2 separate regions of the Hordeum vulgare genome follow, and region 2 is linked to region 1. A link is a contact called in public Hi-C data. All regions are on one chromosome and are shown on one strand. The core of a region is the stretch at or near the end of the contact, and the rest is flanking DNA. Distances in the headings are between cores, read along the strand shown.

Evidence for each region. A called contact is a pair of places that touch in the nucleus more often than the background predicts.
Region 2: a contact with region 1 is called in a Hi-C map of seedling, with 5 times the contacts expected there. The contact joins the promoter of LOC123443234 here to the promoter of LOC123443233 in region 1. A contact is called at or near these places in 3 of 6 Hi-C or Micro-C datasets (leaf and seedling).

What each region holds. Positions count from the first base shown.
Region 1 is chr3H:130,585,428-130,590,312 of MorexV3_pseudomolecules_assembly, reverse strand. It overlaps LOC123443233 (probable chlorophyll(ide) b reductase NYC1, chloroplastic), which reads right to left and starts at 1,762. Exons shown (of 10, transcript XM_045119551.1): 1 at 1,341-1,762; 2 at 420-498; 3 at 164-299. The coding sequence starts at 1,646.
Region 2 is chr3H:130,770,196-130,775,255 of MorexV3_pseudomolecules_assembly, reverse strand. It overlaps LOC123443234 (proline-rich receptor-like protein kinase PERK1), which reads right to left and starts at 2,360. Exons shown (of 8, transcript XM_045119552.1): 1 at 1,381-2,360; 2 at 237-737. The coding sequence starts at 1,909.

The sequences.
Region 1 (4,885 bases), core at 513-3,012:
AAAGAGATACTTCACAAAGGTGAAGTAGTATTTCCTATCAAGTTATCTTGGAGGCAATCATTAGATTAGATTATTTGTTTAGTTCTATATTAAGAGCATGCACACTAATTCCTGGGAAAAGATTCACATGACAATGTCAGAAGAAGAATGTAAAATGAGTTACCTTCCCGTTATGACAACATTCCGAGGTCCAGCTTTACAGTGTTCCTCTAGGACACTGTTTGCACCTAGCATTGTGCCGATAATTACTCCACCAAGCCAGCTATACCAAATTAGTGCATCCGTTTGGCTGTCTCCACCTACATACAGAGGTAGACACATTATTAACTGAAACCCTACAAGTGCTTTATAGTATGAAACAAAGAGAAAGGAAGAATACAAAGGCAATGCAGTAGATTGTACAAGAGTATATGACTGACCTGATAACTGAAATCCAACTGCTAGTACAACACCAGTGCTCATCATAGTGATAACGTATCGGCCTACCTGAGTAGCAACCTGAGAGGAGAAGCAAATCAGTGAATACAGATCATCTATGTTTCAGAAAAAGAGTATAATGCGTGATCTGTTTCAGAAAAAAAAAAGATAAAATTCTTTACTGTTGAGCATGCAAAGAGTCAACATGGCCATTTTAAGTTTAGACCACATGGCTGGACAGCTTAAATGGATTAAATACAAGTAGGCACGACACGATGCAGACGATCTAAATAACTAGTATGAATACATGTTTTGAACAAACCTTGCGAATAAGTAAATAACACATGGGAGATTAGACCAGAATCAGGCGACAGTGGACATTCTGTTCACAGTCACAAGTAGCTGCTAGAGAAGAAGAAAGACGCTGCCTACGTCAAACGATCCTCATCCCCACCTCATCCTATGGACTCTTTAAACTAAAAACCACAGTAAAGTTTAGCTCAACTACACAACATTCACGTTGCAATTTTAGGCTCATGAATGTGCAGTTTTGTGTGACTAAGATTTTTAGAAAGATCAGGCAACCTAGAATTTACAAAATCGAACGCGCCCATCAGTGTCTCACACATCGATTGTATCAGTTCTAGTGGGCTGGAATTCTAAACACCAAACTAGAAGAGAAGATCAACTAGAATTTAGGCCCCGCAACATGTGTAGGATCGTTTTCAGCATGTGATGGGAGCAATTCTCGCACCCATGCAGCTTAATTACGATACCTACCCCCATATCTGCGTATGCATAAGGTAGTACTGTGAGTTAACCAAGCACCGGGCAACCGATCAATCGAAGAGATAAACCATAGTAGTATCATCTAGAGCAACTGCACGTGTCGGGCATCGACGGTTCGGGCACGGAGAGCTCACCGAGAAGAAGATCTCCTCGGCCTTCTCGACGGCGAGCTCGTACTGCCCGCCATACACCTCCGCAGCCGCCGACCGGGACCCCGCTAGCCCCTGCATCGCCGCCTTCAGCGTGTACAGCGGCCCCTTCCTGCGCTTCCGCGGCTCGTTCGGTGGCGACGACGGCTTATTCTCGCCGTCGCCGCCGGCCTCCTGCTTGAACGCGCGGCAGCGGAGGAGGGAAGGGCGGTGGCACGCCTGAGAGACGACGGCCTCCGGAGAGCGGCGGATGCGGGCGTGGACGGAGAGGTGGACGACCGCGGCGGCCATGGCGTCCGGGACTCCGGAGGGCCGGAGAAGATAAGGATCTTGTGCTCCTAGTCTCCCTCCGCTCGGTTCTCGCTCGTACTGTACGCGCTCTTTTTGTTTGTGTGGGGTTGTTTTGCTCCTTAATTTATGGAGGGGCGTGTGCCCTCCGCTTGCCAGTGAGAAAATAAACACGATGGGTTTCCACGAGGAAAAATGTGCTCAATTCGTGGATACAAGCTCAGGTTAATTACAAATTATGCTCAGGTCCAGTAGGTTCTCTCTTGTCTTGTACTCCCTCCGTTCCAAAATATAAGACATTTTAGGGATTTCACTAGGAGACTACATACGGAGCAAAATGAGTGAATCTATACTCTAAAATATGTCTATGTACATCCGTATGTAGTTTATAGTGCAATCTCTAAAATGTCTTATATTTAGGAACGGAGGGAGTAGTACCAGTAATTTATTAAAAGAAATAATTTAACTCCAAAAGAAACAGAAACGTTTTTCTGCTACCAGTGGGAAAACAGTGTGCAATATCATTGAAAAGATTGATATGGTTGGCTAGAGGGGGGTGAATAGACAACGACCACTTTTAATTAATCTTAGCAAGATAAGGTAAACACTATACGGGTTCACAAATTATATGACAATGAGGTGAACCCTATAGAAGCTAACAACGAGAGCTATTAAGACAAGTAAGATATAGTCATAAGCATAAGCAAATACAAAGTAAAGGATAGAGATAACCACAAGTGGAACCGATGGAGACGAGGATGTGTTACCGAAGTTCCTTCCCTTTGACATGAAGTACGTCTCCGTTGGAGCGGTGTGGAGGCACAATGATCCCCAAAAAGCCACTAAGGCCACCGTATTCTCCTCACGCCCTCGCACGATGCAAGGTACCGTGATTCCACTATAGGTGCCCTTGAAGGCGGCGACCGAACCTTTACAAACAAGGTTGGGGCAACTCCACACAAAGCTTGGAGGCTCCCAACTAAACAACGAAGCTTCACCACAATGGAATATGGCTTCGATGTGACCTCAACCGTCTAGGATGCTCAAACACCCAAGAGTAACAAGATCCGCAAGGGATTGGTGGGGGAATCAACTTTTCTCTTGGTGGAAGTGTGGATCTAGGCCTTCTCAACCAATCCCTAAAGAATCAACAAGTTTGATTGGCTAGGGAGAGAGATCGGGCACTTTTGAGCTTGGGGCGCAACAATGGAGCTTAGAGAGGTAAGAGATAGGGTTCCTCAGCTAGAAGAACCCTTTATATAGTGGGGGGAAAATCAGACCGTTTTCCCACTCTCTGCCCGAGCTCCAGCGGTACTACCGCTGCCTGCAGCGGTACTACCGCTGGCACTCCAGCGGTACTACCGCTGAACAGGGGCGGTACTACCGCCGCCTGGCGGTACTACCGCTGGATGCAGCGGTACTACCGCTGGGACTCCAGCGGTACTACCGCTGACCCCTTGGTAGTGCAAAAGTACTACTACCGTCAAGAAAGTCTTCGCAAAAAGGTCCGTCCACGAACTACCGCTAGGCAGATTGATGACAATACCGGATTTGCACAGAGAAAAATGTGAGAACAAAAAGATAGAGATATATGACAATACGGGGCATATGACTCACAGCATATGATGGAAATAAATCTCACATAAGTTCATGTCTCACAAAAGATAGCAAACTAGAAGCAAACCAAGTTCGAAGCAAACCACACGAAATAAAGCAAAGCAACGCAAAGTTCGAATATGAAAGCAAATCCTAGACTCTCTCCCCCTTTGGCACAAGACACCAAAAAGGGGCACACCTAATGCCACAGGTAGCTACTCCTCATCTTCAGCATCACCAGACTCATCTGTCCCCTCCTGATCGGTCTGCTCCTCCTCTTCCGCCTCATCGCCAGACCACTGGTATCCTTGAGGCTGCATCCAAGTAGCCTCAGGAGTGATGTCGTCCTCTGAGCCGCTGGAGATGTCCACATCCAGGGTCCTGAGAACACGCTTATGCCTCTGGCGGCTCTCCTTCTGAGCCACGTGCATCTGGTACTGACCCTTGGCCTGCATACAGAAAAGAGTCTTCATCTTGTCCTGCAGTTTGGTAGCCCAAGATGGCATGGCAGACGAGCAGGACTGAGAGGCGGTTCCTCTGTCAGCAGCAGTCTCTGTATTAGTATCCATGTGCTGAGAGGAAGTAGATGGGTTGGCCCATTTGTCCTTGACGCGAAGCCTGATCGGGTCATGCACAATGTAGTCAGACTGAGCGTAGAGCAGCTCCTCCGGAAAAGCCTCTTGCCACTTATGGCGAATGTATGCGAATAGATAAGGCCCGTAGATGGGAACCTTACGCATGATGATGCAGTTCCAGAGCTCCGTAAACATCACATCAGAAATATACAGCTGAGCAGACTCCTGAGACATAGCCTCCTCACAAAGCAGCAGCATCTCAGCCAAGGAGCCATGAACCTCATCGAAGTTACCACTGCGAGGGAAGAGGGTGTTGCGAAAGATCCGATGCATGATGTCCACGTGCTTGGGAAGCACCCCCTTCCTCAGATAAAGTTTCTGCAGTCTGTCCTTTGCGGGGGCCCTATCGGCGGGGGCTGCAGCATGAGGACGCAGCCCAAGAAGAGTGTCAGCACCCTGGAAGTCAATGTGGAGGAATTGCATGAACTCATGCCAGGTACCGGTCATCTTCTTTGACCCAGTCATCCACACCATGGAGCGCTCTGCATCAGGAGAGAAGTGGACCGTGACATAGAACTGAGCAACAGCAGTGGGATCAAAATCTGTCTTGTAAGTGATGATGTCCTTGATCCCCAGTTTATCAATCAGAGAGAGGGCATCACCAAAAAAGTCCATGTTCCTCTGAAGATGTGCCAGGTCAATCTACTGAACAGAGACATAGTTTTTCTTGAAATGTGCGACAACATCACGGTAGATCCTGCACTGGTCCCTTGCCCAGGCATGGTCAACATCCTTGATCACAGCCCTCTCGTTGAGATAGTGGTTCTGAGTGCGAAACTGCAGAAAGTCCTTGGGGGACATAGTTCGGACATTGACCCTCTTATCCTTGTGCGCAACCTTCTTGAAGGACTGCTTCTTGGGTTGCAGGCCTGAGGTGGCAGACCCCTCGGGCGCCTCTTGGTTGCGATACTGTTTGGACTGTGTGTCCCGTGGGGGGTTTGAACGGCGAGCAGAACTACCTGTGATACAGAACACACAGTGAAAAAGAGGCGACAAGAAGAGTCAAGGCAA
Region 2 (5,060 bases), core at 1,111-3,610, 180 kb before region 1:
TAATTTAAATCATGTAGTATCACAGGTTTAACTTTGTAAATCACCTGGATATTTACTAACCGTCAACTCATACGGCAACTCATAAGTACAAACTGGCAATAGCTACGATATTTATGAGTACAAAATATGGAACAAAAAAATACAGAAGATGCCGCAGTTAACTTTTATGGACAATATTAAAGAGCATCCTGAAAGAGAAAAAACAATCATGATTGAAACATAGCAAGAAACCATACCATGTATATGGAATTCTAACGTGTTATTGGGAACAAACTCATAGACAAGCAACCTCTTGTCTTCAGAAATGCAATAACCAACCAATGTCACAAGATGTTTATGATGTACTCGGCTGATAATATCAACCTCTGCCTGGAACTCACGCTCTCCCTGGCCACTTCCATCTCTCAATTGCTTAACAGCAACTTCTGTGCCATCTGGCAGCACTCCTTTGTGAACAAATCCAAAGCCACCTTGGCCGAGAAGATTAGCATCGGAGAATTCATTGGTTGCCACCGCCAACTCTTCATAAGTAAAAGTGGCTTTCGAGAAGCTGAGGGCGTTGCCAAGCGGTGATTGCAGGGGTCGGTTCTCACCACCACCTGAGAAATGTGAACCAGAACCACTACTGTGTACATTGAGCGGAGGAGGCGGAGGCTTAGTCGAAGGATTTGAGTTCATCTTCACAACATGATCAGGGGGTGGCGGAGGGGCATTATGCTGCCACCCATATTGATCCCCTGTAGAAGAACATGAATCGTACTTAAAGATGAGAGCGACTCATATCGAACAATAACAATTACAAATGGATTCACCTGTTGAAAAATCTAATAAACAAGAAATGATTGCACGAAGTTTAAGAATGAAGTAGACACATTTTGATTGCTGACACTAGTTACTAACTCACTTCTAAAAGGAGGACATACTTTCCCTCACAGATTTGCCTTTGTAGTATAAATCAGATTCCATGAAGAAGAATGAAAAAAATATGCAGACCTAATGCTTATTTTTTTTTCTTTTGTCAAAATTACCATTGGGGTTATCTCAAACACAGATGAAGATTCCTGTGATCAGTACTGCATACCAAAATTTAATAAACATAAGCTAAGACATGCTATATCTCTGACGGAAATTTGGATGTTTTTATCTCGATAACGCCATAATAGCATGATTAACTAGAGGACCCATCTCGAAGTCACCAAAAACTGGAACGTAAGTCATACTTGTACGTCATAAGCCAACGCACATTTGCCAAGAAGAGCGAGATAATTGCAAGCGACAGCGATGTGACTTGCTAGTGAGACAAAGAACGCACATGAGATCTGTACTGTACTGTATTTGCTCCGAGACAGAGCCATGGATGGTGCACAGTTGCCATCTCACCTTTGAACGGCGGCGGCGGCGGCGGCGGCGGCGGATGCCCGTAGTAGTGCAGGTGGTGGGGCGGCGGCGGCGGCGGGTGGTGGTGCGGGTGGTGGCGCCTCTTCTTCTTGAGCATGCAGAAGCAGAGGAGGCTGGCGAGCAGCAGCGCGATCAGCCCGCCCACCGCGATCCCCGCCACCGTGGCCGTCGTGAGCCCCGAGCTCGGCGGCGGCGGCGAGGCCTGGGCAGACGGCGTCGGACGATCGGTCGGGGGAGACGGCGTGGTCGACGGGGGAGACGGCGCGGCGGGCGTCCCGGGCGCCGAGGGAGGCGGGAGGGAGGGCGTCGCGGGGGTGGTGCCGGAGGACGGAGGCGCCGCCGCGGGCGTCGACGGCGGTGGCAGGGGGGAAGAGGGCGGCGGCGAGGAGGCCGGTGGCGCCGGCGGCGAAGGGGGCGTCGAGTTGGTAGCGGGTGGCGCGGAGGCCGGGGGCGGCGCCGTGCGATTTCCCGGCGGCGAGGCCGGGCCCGGCGCGGCGGGCGGCGACGACATCAGAAGCCCGCCGCCTTGCTTTGCTTCCTTGCTACGTACTACTGCTGCTGCTGCTGCAGCTGCAGCACTGCTCCTAGTGCTTGAGCGAGAAACGGAAGGAGCGGGGCGAAAGATAAGCGAAAAGGGAGGACGGAGCCGCTTTCCGCTCGCGGTGGCGGTGGTGGTGGTGGTGGTGGTGGTGGGGAATTCGGAACGGGGATTGCGACTCGTGGTAGTACGTACGTACGTAGCAGCACTAGTTGGCGGGGAGTGGAGTCTCTTGTGGAGGTGGAGGTGGAGGTGGAGCCCGGCGCGACGACGGCCGGAGGAAGGAGGGAGGGGGGTGGGAGTGGAATAAAAGCGCGAGGATGGAAGGAAAGGGGCGACAGCGCGGCCGTGGCCGGTAAACGTGCGACTGCCTTCAGGTCACGCGGCACGGCCTGCCCGCGCTTTCCGCTTCGCCCGCGAATGAGTTCATTCATGAGAACCGCATTCCCCCCGTCATGTCGAGCCCGCCCCTGGCTGACCGGCGGGGTCAGGGGTCGGCTGACCCCGCATTTCAGCCAGTTACTGCTAAGGAGTCAGGTTTTCGTTTTCCTTATCGATTCATCAAGATACTACTAATCACGATTACGCGGCGGGATTACACGCGACGGTTACGCTGCTGGCGAAGGCCGTTTGCTGCGGATGTGGGCCTGCTCTGTCAGCGACCGGTTGGGACGGTGTTTTCTTTCTCCTTCCAAGCGACAGGTGTGCCTCGTGGCTTGAGGCAGAAGTCTTCACGGCTGCATGTTATGAGCATGACTCGTTGGGCCAGGCCGCCCCGTGGTTTCCTCCTACTACTAGGAGAGATGCAATGTCAAATAGTGTCCCGCTAAATGGCAGCTTTCCCGCGAGAAAAATGGCACCTTCCCTAAAGCGGTGGACGAATTGATTCGTATACCTGCTTGCGATCAGATCATTGATTGCAAATTTTTATAGGTAGTAGCTTACCAAGCCGACTGCTTGGTGCTTCCGATCAGATCAGGTCGATGACATTGCTTGGACATCTATAATTGGACTCATTAGGCTTCTTCCAATGCATTGATGCTTAGATGAGGTACTAAGTATATTAAAAACCTTAGCAACTAGTCTCCCTAATGTATATGTGCTTAGAGCATGGTTAATAGTATAGCCAACTGCTGGCTATAAGCAGTCTTATAGCCCATCTTATAGCCAGCTTGTACAATAGTTAGCTATAGAAGAGTACTATTTTTATCATATATGACCCACCTTTCATTCTCACAAAGCACCTAGGAGCACGTGCTAGAGCTGGCTCTTCACGAAGAGCCCGCTTCCCTTCTCTCTCTTCTTCTCTCTCATCCAACTCAGCAAAAATATAGTATTTTAATCCTTACAGCCTGCTGACTGTACCTTATTGTACTTGCTCTTAGCTTTTGTTGGTAAGCTTTTCTCATGGAATTCTTTAATAATTAAACTTCTTCATGCATTGGTTGGTAGTGTTTTTACATAGGTTCACGCGTTTAGCACCGTTTTTTCTTGGGGTCACCATAATGCTCTCTCTCCTCTTTAATTGCTTTGCCACATCATTGTTTTGTGTATGTGGCCCCCCTAGCACCGATGCACTCGGAAGGGCCTTATATCTGTTTCAAACAAATCATAAAAATTTGACTCAGCCGTGCCTCTTAAGTGGGCTTCAAATGCCCAGTCTAACCAGCATCCCTCATATTCAATTCAAATATAAGACAAATAGAGAGAGTATGGACACGCTGGAACACGTCTGCCACGTCGGCCAGACAGCAAGGCCCCATGCGAACTCGCCAGGATACTCGACACCGCGGTGTGAAAGCCGCATGGCACCACTCCGGCTCATCGTTCGAGGTCATAGCCGGCTATTTAAGCCGGTCGGCGCCCCCCCCCCCCCAACCCTCATCCCTAACACATCCACCTCCCTTCCTCTGTCGTCACCCGAGCCCGTCTGCCTTCTCTCCCCCGCTCTACGACGTCAATATGGCCCGTCGTAGGATCACCATCTATGCTATGCTCACGTCAAAGCGTCGGATGCAGATCGAGGCGGAGATCCAGACTCGGCACGCCGTCACTATCACTGCGGGTCTCCCTTCGGACTCGCCGAAGATGAAGGAGTTGCTGCCGGAGGAGGACGAGACGGAGATCCATGCTTCGGGCTTGAACATGGCAGAGGCGAAGGCGGAGTTCGCCATTGCCAAGGCCGAGGAGATGACGGAGCAGCATGCCATCCTGGATTCCATCTCGGATGAGGCTGAGGTCGAGGCCAACCGCCGTCTCATCGACAGAGGCAGGCGGAGGTCGACACCCTTTTCGACGAGCTTGACATGAAGATAGCGGCGGAGGAAGCTGCGGCAGAGCAGCCGAAGGCACCGGAGGGGGACGCGGCGGAGGTGGAGGCAGAGTTCGTCATCACCCAAGCCAAGGAGATGACGGAGCAGCAAGCTACCCCATATGGAATCCGCGATGAGGCCGAGGTGGAGGCCAACCGCCATCTCATCTGGCAGAGGCAGGCGGAGGCCGACGCCCTCTTCGACGAGCTCGATACGGAGATAGCGGCAGAGGAAGCCGTAGCGATGCAGCCGAAGGCATCGGAGGGGGACACGGCGGAGGTGGAGGCGGAGTTCATCATCACCCAAGCCAAGGAGATGACGGAACAACAGGCCATCCCGGATGGAATCCGCGATGAGGCCGAGGTGGAGGCCAACCGCCATCTCATCCGACAGAGGCAGGCGGAGGCCGACGCCCTCTTTGACGAGCTCGACACGGATATAGCGCCGGAGGAAGCCGCAACGGAGCAGCCGAAAGCGCCGGAGGGGGCCGCAGCGGAGCAGCCAAAAGCACCGGAGGGGGGCACAACGGAGGCGGAGGCGGAGTTCATCGTCGCCCAAGCGGAGGAGATGATAGAGCAGCAGGCCATCCTGGATTCCATCCGGAATGAGGTCAAGGTGGAGGCCAACCTCCGTCTCATCTGGCAGAGGCAGACGGAGACCGACGCCCTCTTCGACGAGCTCGATGGGGAGATAGTGGCAGGGAAAGCCGCAACAGGGCAGCCTAAGGCCTCGGAGAGGGCCGCAGTGAAAGCGTCGGAGGGGGGCGAAGCCGTAGCTATCACACTTTTATCCATTGAAGGGCACAAAGGTCG